2 separate regions of the Urocitellus parryii genome follow, and region 2 is linked to region 1. The links are chromatin contacts, called in public Hi-C maps. All regions are on one chromosome and are shown on one strand. Each heading gives the region's core, a stretch centred on a gene start, on an enhancer-like site or on the middle of the called end of the contact. The rest is flanking DNA. Distances are from core to core; before and after follow the strand shown. Region 1 holds the start of Dusp10 (dual specificity phosphatase 10). Region 2 holds the start of Hlx (H2.0 like homeobox).

The links. Hi-C and Micro-C count contacts between places; a contact is called where the count stands out from the background.
Region 2: a contact with region 1 is called in a Hi-C map of muscle, with 5 times the contacts expected there. The contact joins the promoter of Hlx here to the promoter of Dusp10 in region 1. A contact is called at or near these places in 2 of 2 Hi-C or Micro-C datasets (liver and muscle).

The regions. Positions count from the first base shown.
Region 1 is chr9:98,174,128-98,178,784 of mUroPar1.hap1, reverse strand. Dusp10 (dual specificity phosphatase 10) reads right to left here and starts at 2,138. Exons shown (of 4, transcript XM_026387985.2): 1 at 2,030-2,138. It overlaps LOC113182182, which reads left to right and starts at 2,280. Exons shown (of 1, transcript XM_026387988.2): 1 at 2,280-3,879. The coding sequence starts at 2,929. The coding sequence ends at 3,648.
Region 2 is chr9:98,919,842-98,924,498 of mUroPar1.hap1, reverse strand. It overlaps Hlx (H2.0 like homeobox), which reads left to right and starts at 2,134. Exons shown (of 4, transcript XM_026387982.2): 1 at 2,134-2,750; 2 at 3,551-3,730; 3 at 4,473-4,657. The coding sequence starts at 2,138.

The sequences.
Region 1 (4,657 bases), core at 889-3,388:
TGTAAGGTTATATTAGCCTTAATACTGGAAATGTTAATGAACAACCTTTTCCTGACTACATCAAAGTTCAGCCTTAGAGAAGGTAAAAGCACAAAGAATTAGAAAAGCTAAAGACAGAAAGAAAGGTTTTTAAGAGGCATCTATTCTGGGCCTCATCTCCTGGGCAGAAGTATACTGCGACTGAGAAAAAAACTCATCTGTTCACCCTTGCATGCTTTCCATTTAATTCCTTCACCCACTGCAAAGGCAAAGAGATGACCAAGAGCATTGGCATGGCTCACAGAAATATACAGCATCTAAATATACATCAGGGCGGATGTCAGCCTTCTGCAAATCAGAATGAAATTATCCCCGTAAGTGTCTCTTTAACTAGGAGCTATTCTTGCTTTCCATTCTATTAGGTCCTTTGAAAAGCACAACATAGCCATATTAAAACCCCACATGTTTCCTGTTAGCCTCTTATTAATCAGTCTGCATTTCCCCCTTTTACTACAAACTGGTGTCCTAAAACGAAGTCTCAAGCCAGAAAGCCAAGTCTCTAAACCTCAGCCCTAGCAGATCCATCACCATTGCTTCCCTGCCCACATTCGCCTCACTCTTTCCTCTGAGAAAAGGACCCCTTGGAGTCTCCTTCCCTCTTCATCTCCTGCATTGGCACAGGCTTTGTATCCTAGAGCTTCTCTCACTTGGAGCAGCTGATTTATATCAATTTCAATCCCAAACGGATACCCCCCCCCCCTTTTGGTGAGAGTATGGCTTCCATATAGAGGACTTCAATTCCCTCTTCAACAGAGACAGGCTAATTGGGAAGTGTTTCCCACTGGGTCTACTTCAGAAGGTGCCTGAAAAGGGACAGTTCCTTCCTCCCTTGAGGCACAGGGTCACTGTACAACACAGCCCTTCTGGCTTCTCTCTTTCTAGTAGACATGCATACAGCAAAGAAACCAAATCCCAAGCTGCTCACTTAAAACGAACTTTAAGAGCTGCCTGGAAAAATGCCATCTATCATTCGTCCACACACAATCTTCACCATTCTCTGACACAGAGCCAAAGTGTCACAGGCAGAATCCACACACGCAGGAACAGGAGCAATACCCACCATGCCGGCCAGCCAGCATATCCTTATAGACTCAGGTTTCTCTCACCCACCTTTGGATGGGAGCAAAGGATCCAACCTCCAACCTCCAACCTCCAACCTCCTCCACTCCCTTCCCTCCCTCTTCCCTTGCGTAGTATTTTTTTTTTTTAAGAGCGAGTACTATTCCAGAAACTGTAACTGTTTCCCAGATGGACCGAGCGGTAAAAGTCTTTGCTATTTTGTTACCTAGTAGGGTAGTCCAGGATCAGCAGTCCACTTCTTTTGAGAGGGACACAAGAAACGTTCAAAGGGACACACGCGGGGACCCCCCACCTTCACCAAAGTGCGTGGCTCGCACACACGCACTGAGTGTATAGGGAAATCTGCATCTCTGCAGCAGAGGGTCGGGCGTGTATAGTGCCTGTGAAACCATTCAGTCTGGCCCAGGAAATCTCTTGGAGAAATACTGAGCTATCCCCTCTCCCTTGTTAGTCTCCCTTCCACCACTGGGCAGGGGCTGGAGAGAAAATTAAGTGGTTAGAGAATGCTCCTTTCCCACTCCTAGAGGCACTAATCATCCCCTTCCCTAGCCATACAGCGCACTCACAAGCCCCGGGCATTTAAAACTGCCGCAAAGCATCTCAACAAACCTCATTTTTGCTTCACCCCAAATCCAAGTAGACTGCAGAGAGTAAAACGCACAGGGCAACGGGAGCCAACAGCCCGAACCTTATAATCTTACCTGCTGTGGCTCCTCCGTCAGCATCACATCTCTGTCTCCGTTTCTTTCTCTCTCCTCTCTCTATCTCTCTATCTCTCTCTCATACACACACATACACACACACGCACACACACACAAACACGCGCGCACGCACATAAACACGCACCGCTTTACAATCCTCCACCTCCACTCCTGGGCTCCGAGTAGCAACTGCGGTGACTTCCACTTACTTCATAAATAAGTGTAGCCCTCCACCATCTGGCGCTCGGCTTCAGCTAAGGACTGGCACATTCAGCCCCCATTCACTTGGCTTCATTGATCTCCAGCAGCAACATAGTTACTTTCTCTTTTGCTACACTGTAAATGTAAGGTTCTGAGGGGGCAGGCCGGCCTTCGAACGACGGCGCGTTGGGCCAATAAGAATCCGGAGAAAGACGACCGCTACCTCACAGAGACCCACAGCCAATGGGCAACCGAGGGGGAGGAGCTGAAGGCGTGGCCTCGTCCCTTTAAGGAGGGTTGATCCGACGCCGCTTCGGGTCCTCTGTGTTATAACACGGGAGGTGATGTCATTGGCAACCAATCAAAAACTTATAAGAGCCAGTCGGAGCCCGCGCGGAGCAGCTGCTCTCTATTTACATGTAAACCGACCCGGCAGGATGCAATTAACCCTTTCCGGGGCTGAAGTGTCAGTGGTCAGCGCTCGCCGCGCCGGCTAAAACTGGTTCTCTCTACTTTCGGGAATCCTCCGACACCGATCCATTCAGAGGCAGACCACGATGTCTTTATTTTTCCTTCTTAGGATTGATGATCCAAAGTGTTGAACTAACTTTCTAAAAGCCAGGGACAAAGCGTAATCTCCGTTCCTAATGGGAAAGCCGGGTTCTCCGAGTCGCTCGAGGTGACCGGACAAACCCAAGCCCAAGATCCACGGACAGCACCGAGTTTTGAGACCTGGGGCGGGTGTGAGCGCGTAGCCAGGGGCGCGGGGCAAGGGGCGTCGCTGCTCCTCCCGCCGGTCGCCCTAGGGAAGTGCGGCCCGCCTAGCCTCATCGCTCCGGTGTCCTCGGGCAGCCCCCGCTCAGCCTCGCGACCACGCAGAGTTGGTCGGCCGCTCCTTGACCCGCAGATGTCGCTGCCCCTCCGGCTGCCCCATTGCTTTCCGGCGCTGCGGCAGCCCGTTGTCCTCCGGCTCCCCTTCTTCCCAGCCCCGGTTACGCCGCCGCCATCCCCGGCTTGGCCCCTGGAGCTTGACTGCAAGCACACAGGCGACGCTCGGGAGGGCTGCTTGGAGGAAAAGGCTTGGGTAAAAGCCAGAGGCCACCCAGGTGGCGGCGCTCTGAGCTACAGCACCTGCACCATCCCCCAAAGCCCTAGGTTCCGGGGCCCGTCGCGCGCGCTACACTTCCCCGAAGCCCGGCCTAGGCCCCTGCAGGCTGCCTGCTCCTGCTCTTCCCTGTACCCAGGGTCCCGGAGCTGTGCCGGCGGCCCACAGGCCACCCGCGCTCCGCTCCTCGGCCGTCGCTCCTCCACCCCGCAAAGCTACAGGCGAGCCAAGGACCGCCAGCCTGGCGCTTCTGGAACAGCCAGTGCGGGCAGAAAAAAGCCAGAGCCAAGAGTAAATAGCCAAATTGAATGGAGCTGGAGGAGCATGGAGGAGGCGACGCCGCCTCTCCCAGTTCACTGGACTTTTGCCGGTAGTGAGTTCGCAGGCCTCCGTACGCATCTCGAGAAGAAAAGTGGAAAGCTGGGTAAACTGCCTAGCGCTTCAACAGAAAAATCTCAGGGAAACTGCAGAAATTTGGCCTGGAATAAAAAAAGGAGTGGACAAGCCCAGATGAACTGTTAAAGAGTTTACATCAAAGAATCTTTAAGAACTGAAAAGCTTCTTCTGTCCACCCCTTTTTGTCTCCTCTTTGCTCAGAGAGAAAAGGGGAAATACTGAAATAATTACAATAGAATAATACATTGTGAACACTCTGCAATATTTGATTTTTTCTTTGATCTAATTGGAAATGTTTGGAGGGGTACCTCAGATGCCAGGTCTAATAAGTATATGAAGAGACAGGGACTTATCCTTAAAGTTAAGATCTAAAATCAGAAAGTGCTAAGCCATTGCTGGCCAACTATCCTCAGTTGAGGTGTTTTAAGAGAAATCCCCTTGAGTACTTGCACATGGATGCAGGCATAGACACAGTTCATCTTCCCACACACACCAGAGTTTCAATGCACATCAGATGTATCTAATCTCTTTAAATAGGATGGGATTTTGTGTAGCTCCCTCCTCATGCACAATCCAACACACACACATTCATTCCCTTAATGACAACTAATGAGTACTCAGCTCCCAATAGTTGGTCCTTGCACCTTTGAATTTCAGCAAATTGTGGCCAGGAAAGTTGGATTCTAGGTAATTTCCCTAGGACTCAGATAAGAACTTCCTGGAAAGATCTACCATGGATCTATTTGGAGCTGAAAAACTACAAATCTTTTCCTAAGCACATACAATTATTGAAAAAAAAATGTTCACTGATTCTGGGAAAATTCTAAATCCTGATTCTGACTGCCTTGTATCTGATCAGTCAGTCACTGTGTTCATTTATGTATCTGTAAAATGGTAGTACACCAGTTCAGAACAAAAAGTACTCAGGCAAGCGAGAGGGGAAAAATGATTCTCTTTTTGATATTCAGTATCAAAGGGTATTCAGTTAGAAATCATTGTACTTGCTTTAGAAAATGGAGTGCCTCTATATAAAGGCACTGGTAATCTATAAATCATGAATTCATTGTTAATACCTCAGTATTTAAGCCCAAATAAAGTAGGAATTTATACAATTGCAGAAGAGTTCTTCTTTTCC
Region 2 (4,657 bases), core at 885-3,384, 750 kb before region 1:
AGGCCTCCAACGGCCAGTACTTGTTACTTCTTTACCTCCAGCCAGACAGGACTTTTTGGCTCTCTCGCTTCAGGTGCCTCTGCCCTCAACTGACCACACTCCTCCTTGGTGGAAATATCACCTCCGACCTCTCTGTGAAACAGCAGGGCAAGAAAAACCCTTTAATAAGAGAGTGAAGAGGGGAGGGGAGAGGAAGAAAAAGTGAAAGAAATATGAAATGAATGTTAGTGTGTTAGATAGCAAGTGATTAGTTATTGATTACTTTTCAGGAGAAAGTCTAAAGCTTGAAATGACAGCCTCTGTGACAAGGGGTAGAAGCCACTAGAAATTAATAAGACCACGCAAATCCTGAATTTGAGATAGGAATGGCAAGTTCACTTGTATTTGGGGCTTCACTTTGTGTTTAAGGAAAATAAAAATGCCGAAGAACTTTTGTTAGGAGATGTTTATTAGGACAATCGAAAACAAAAGATTTCGTGGTTTCATTATTGTTATTATTTTATTTTCTTCCTGAAAATGTGCAAGAACAGCTCATCTGGGTGGCCTGTGGTTTGTTTGGGAGAGGGGTGGGGAAATCCATTCTGACTATAATTTAAACGAGAACGAATTCTTAAAATAGAGATGTTGATGTTGCAGAAACCCTCCCCCTACTTCTACCCACCCTGCGTTCTAAGACCCAAAGCACGAATCAAAGGCGTTGGCCACCACTGCAGCTCCTCCTGCGACCAGGCCAAAGGGGATCTTGGGAGAAACTGTCACTGAATTGAAAGTAGAATTTAACCCCAAGGAAATCTGCTCAGGAGGGCACTTGCAAAACAACACACCCCACGTGACCCGAGGATGTGGCGGTGAAGGGAGGGTGGCATTTCCTACAAGGTACAGCAGAGGAGGGGACATGCTTGCTGTACTCCCGGGTTTCGGAGGTCGGCTGTTGTCTCAGGCTCCGGGGAAGCGTTGCTGTGTCTTAGGGAGTCGTTCGGAGCCATCCATCTTATTTTGTTTGAAAAGTCACTAGTTCAAGTTGTCATTCGTGTGACAGTTCAAAATAAAACTAATTCGCGGCCTCCCCTCCTCCTGGTTTCTCTGAGGACTCCCCGGAGGCAGCGAGGCGGACACTTTGGTGAGTTGGGCCACGACTCAGAGCCGCAGTATCCAGGCAGAGGCCCAGGAAAGATGGCTGTTGGGATAAAAACAAAGTGAAGGAAAAATCCGACAAGAGTGAGGGAAAAAAAAGGGGGGGGGGAGGGAATCCAAGGGACCGCCAGTTCTCGCGGTTCTCCACCGGGAGACACACTGTGCACCGGATAAAGTGCAGGAGAACCAGCTCTCCCCCTTCTGGGCCGGCGGTCGAGCGCTCCAGTTATCAACTCTCCTCGCCCGGTGGCGGTCAGAGCTGCAGAAGTTAAAATTAGTTGCCGCTGGAGCCGCCGCCCAGCCTCTACGCAGCTGAGGGACTCGCAGGACCCTGCACAGCCCACGCGGCCGCTGAAAACACTTTGGCGTGGCCGGGGGCGTGGCTGAGGTCGGGCCACGCCCCCTCTTTCCCAATTCCCTTCCACGCCTGTATCCCATTGGTTACGGGGAGAGCCAATGAGCTCTTGGATCGAGGTCCTACCCCGGGTCTGACTCGAAAGCTCCTGCCAAAACTTGGGGAGTTTTTAGAGAGGAGATTTTTTTTTTGTTGTTTCCCCCCCCTCCTCCTCTTAATACGGTTTTTTTTTTTAAACTAACGGATTATTTTTGTTGTTTTAAATTTAGCTCTTAGGCTTAGCTGTTCGGGTTTTTCTTTCGGTCACCGGCCCCTGTCTCCCGGCTTCTCCCGCGTGTACCGAGCCGCGGTCCCCTCCCGCCTAGTAGTGGCTCCAGCGCTCAGTGTTCGCCTCTGTCCCGCGAGGAGCGCCGGCGCCGCGCCGCCTTTGACATAAGACCCGGGGCCGAGACGGTGACCGGCCAAAATCTGGCCCCCGCCTCCTCCGTCCGAGGCGCTAGGGCTCCCGGCCTCTCTTCTTCAGGGCGGGCGGAGAAGCGAAAGCGGATCGTCCTCCCCGGGGCCGCCGCCCCTCCCCGCGCACCCACCCATTCACCCACTCCCTGGGTCAGGCCCGACAGCGGCCGCCGCGCGGCTCACCCGGCCAGTATGTTCGCGGCCGGGCTGGCTCCTTTTTATGCCTCCAATTTTAGCCTCTGGTCGGCCGCCTACTGCTCCTCGGCCGGCCCGGGTGGCTGCTCCTTCCCCCTGGACCCTGCCGCCGTCAAGAAACCCTCCTTCTGCATCGCAGACATCCTACACGCCGGCGTGGGGGATCCAGGGACGGCTCCAGAGGGACTGGTGGGGGCTTCAGCTGCCGCCCTAACCGCGCACTTGGGCTCGGTTCACCCGCACGCCTCCTTTCAAGCTGCCGCCAGATCCCCGCTCCGTCCCACCCCGGTGGTGGCGCCCTCCGAAGTCCCGGCTGGCTTCCCGCAGAGGCTGTCTCCACTTTCAGCTGCCTACCACCACCATCACCCACAACAGCAGCAGCAGCAGCAGCAACAACCTCAGCAACAACCTCAGCAACCGCCGCAACAGCAACAGCCCGCACCTCCTACCCGGGCCGGCTCCCTGCAGACCTCGGCCTCGGGGACCCGTGTGATCCCGCACCCTAGCGGCTTGACACCGGCTCCCTCCAGCAAAGACCTCAAATTTGGAATTGACCGTATTTTGTCTGCAGAATTTGACCCCAAAGTCAAAGAAGGCAACACCCTGAGAGGTAGGTCTTTGGTGGAAGACTTCAGGCCTCCATGATCACAACCTTGTCCCACTCCCAAGGCCTCAGGCCAGTTTTGGAGGAGGTGCGGTTCAGTGTGTTTATAATTAAGGACCACTCAGTAAAATAGGGGAGAAGAAAACGAATCATAAGAAAATTACAGAACATTAAGTCTAAAACTCACCTACTCTCTGGTTAAAAAAAATATGCCTGGGATGCTTCAAAATCACAAGATACAGAATGAATATTCATATAACGGTCGGTGTAAATGTTTGCAAAAATTACTATACTTTGTCTTATGAACCGTATTTAGAGAGAGAACTATATATTTTTTTCTGTCTAGGAGAGCCTTGTTGGGGAACAGCTTTCCTCTCCATTTATCTGATTTCATCCCCAGCAACACACACACACACACACACACACACACACACACAAATTCATTTATCTGATTTCTCATAATATTCTACCCAAGCAATGTAGATAAATAAAATTGACCCTTGAGGGTAGACAGCTGAGTGGGGATGGAGATTTGGGGTCTGTAAAATTCCTGGAAGTCTCCTGAATGTGACTTCCTTAAGGCTGTTTTCATGGAAAGCCATATATGTGGGTGTGGACATGAGGGACACACAGTAACATTCCCAGCATTGCTCTTTGGGGACTGTGGTGGGGAGGGAAGGTTTCCTCATGGAGAGAGGGGTCTCTCTGGACTTGCTCCAGTGAATCCAGGGTGTGGGGAAGAACAGGAACAAATCTCTGAAGAGTGTGCATTTGCCTATGTAACCAACTATTTTCCTTGTTCCCAGATCTCACATCCCTGCTAACTGGTGGACGACCTGCAGGAGTGCACCTTCCAGGCCTGCAACCCTCCGCTGGCCAGTTCTTCGCATCTCTAGATCCTATTAATGAGGCTTCTGCCATCCTCAGTCCCTTAAGCTCCAACCCAAGAAATTCAGTTCAGCATCAATTCCAAGACACATTTCCAGGTACCAAAAACATTCGAATTATGGCCCAAGCAGCAGGACATGTGACTGTCAGAAATCTCAGGACTGATTCCTCAAGTGGCAGACACAGTGTTGCAATTCTTTAATTGGGGTGGGAGAGGCTACCAAGTCTGGAGAAAGAAATGAGGAAGATTTCTCCTCAAGCTAGAGCTAGCGCTTGCTTTAGACAGCTGAGAGTGGAAGAGAATGGAGGGAAAGGGGATGGGGGGGGCAAGAAAGTGTGTGCAATGGCCGGTCATTGGGTGGGGGTTTTCCCTAGTTTTTTTTTTTTTTTTTTTTTTTTAAGGATAGATTTGTGAATGAAGCCTCAAAAGATGTTGCTTATTAAAATACACACATTTGGGGGGTAACTTCAAACACTCCTGCTTTTAAGAGGTTTTGAATGCGTCGGCACATGAGGGAGTACATACACAAAGTAAAATTTAGGGGTGCCATCCCTAGATCCTTGATGTCTCAGGGATGTTTTAATCTACTCTTTGCATGCCCAAATATTAGGATTATTTTTTTCTTGGAGTTGATTGACAAGCTACTTGGCTTTCCCACTCCACCCTTGCTTTAAGCTTTCTGACTATCATTCTAAGAGCTGTGAAATTCCTCCTTAGGAAAGGCCATTCAGTGAGTGTGGAGCCAACTGTTAATACAAAACACTTTTAAGCAGCCCAGTGAGACAGGCCTGCAGTTGTCTCTCTTCCCTCTCTTACCTTCTGCTCCAACTCCGTGGTAGGTCCCTATGCTGTGCTCACTAAGGACACCATGCCACAGACATACAAGAGGAAGCGGTCTTGGTCGCGCGCAGTTTTTTCCAACCTGCAGAGGAAAGGCCTGGAGAAAAGGTTTGAGATCCAGAAGTACGTGACCAAGCCAGACCGAAAGCAGCTGGCAGCAATGTTGGGCCTCACAGATGCACAG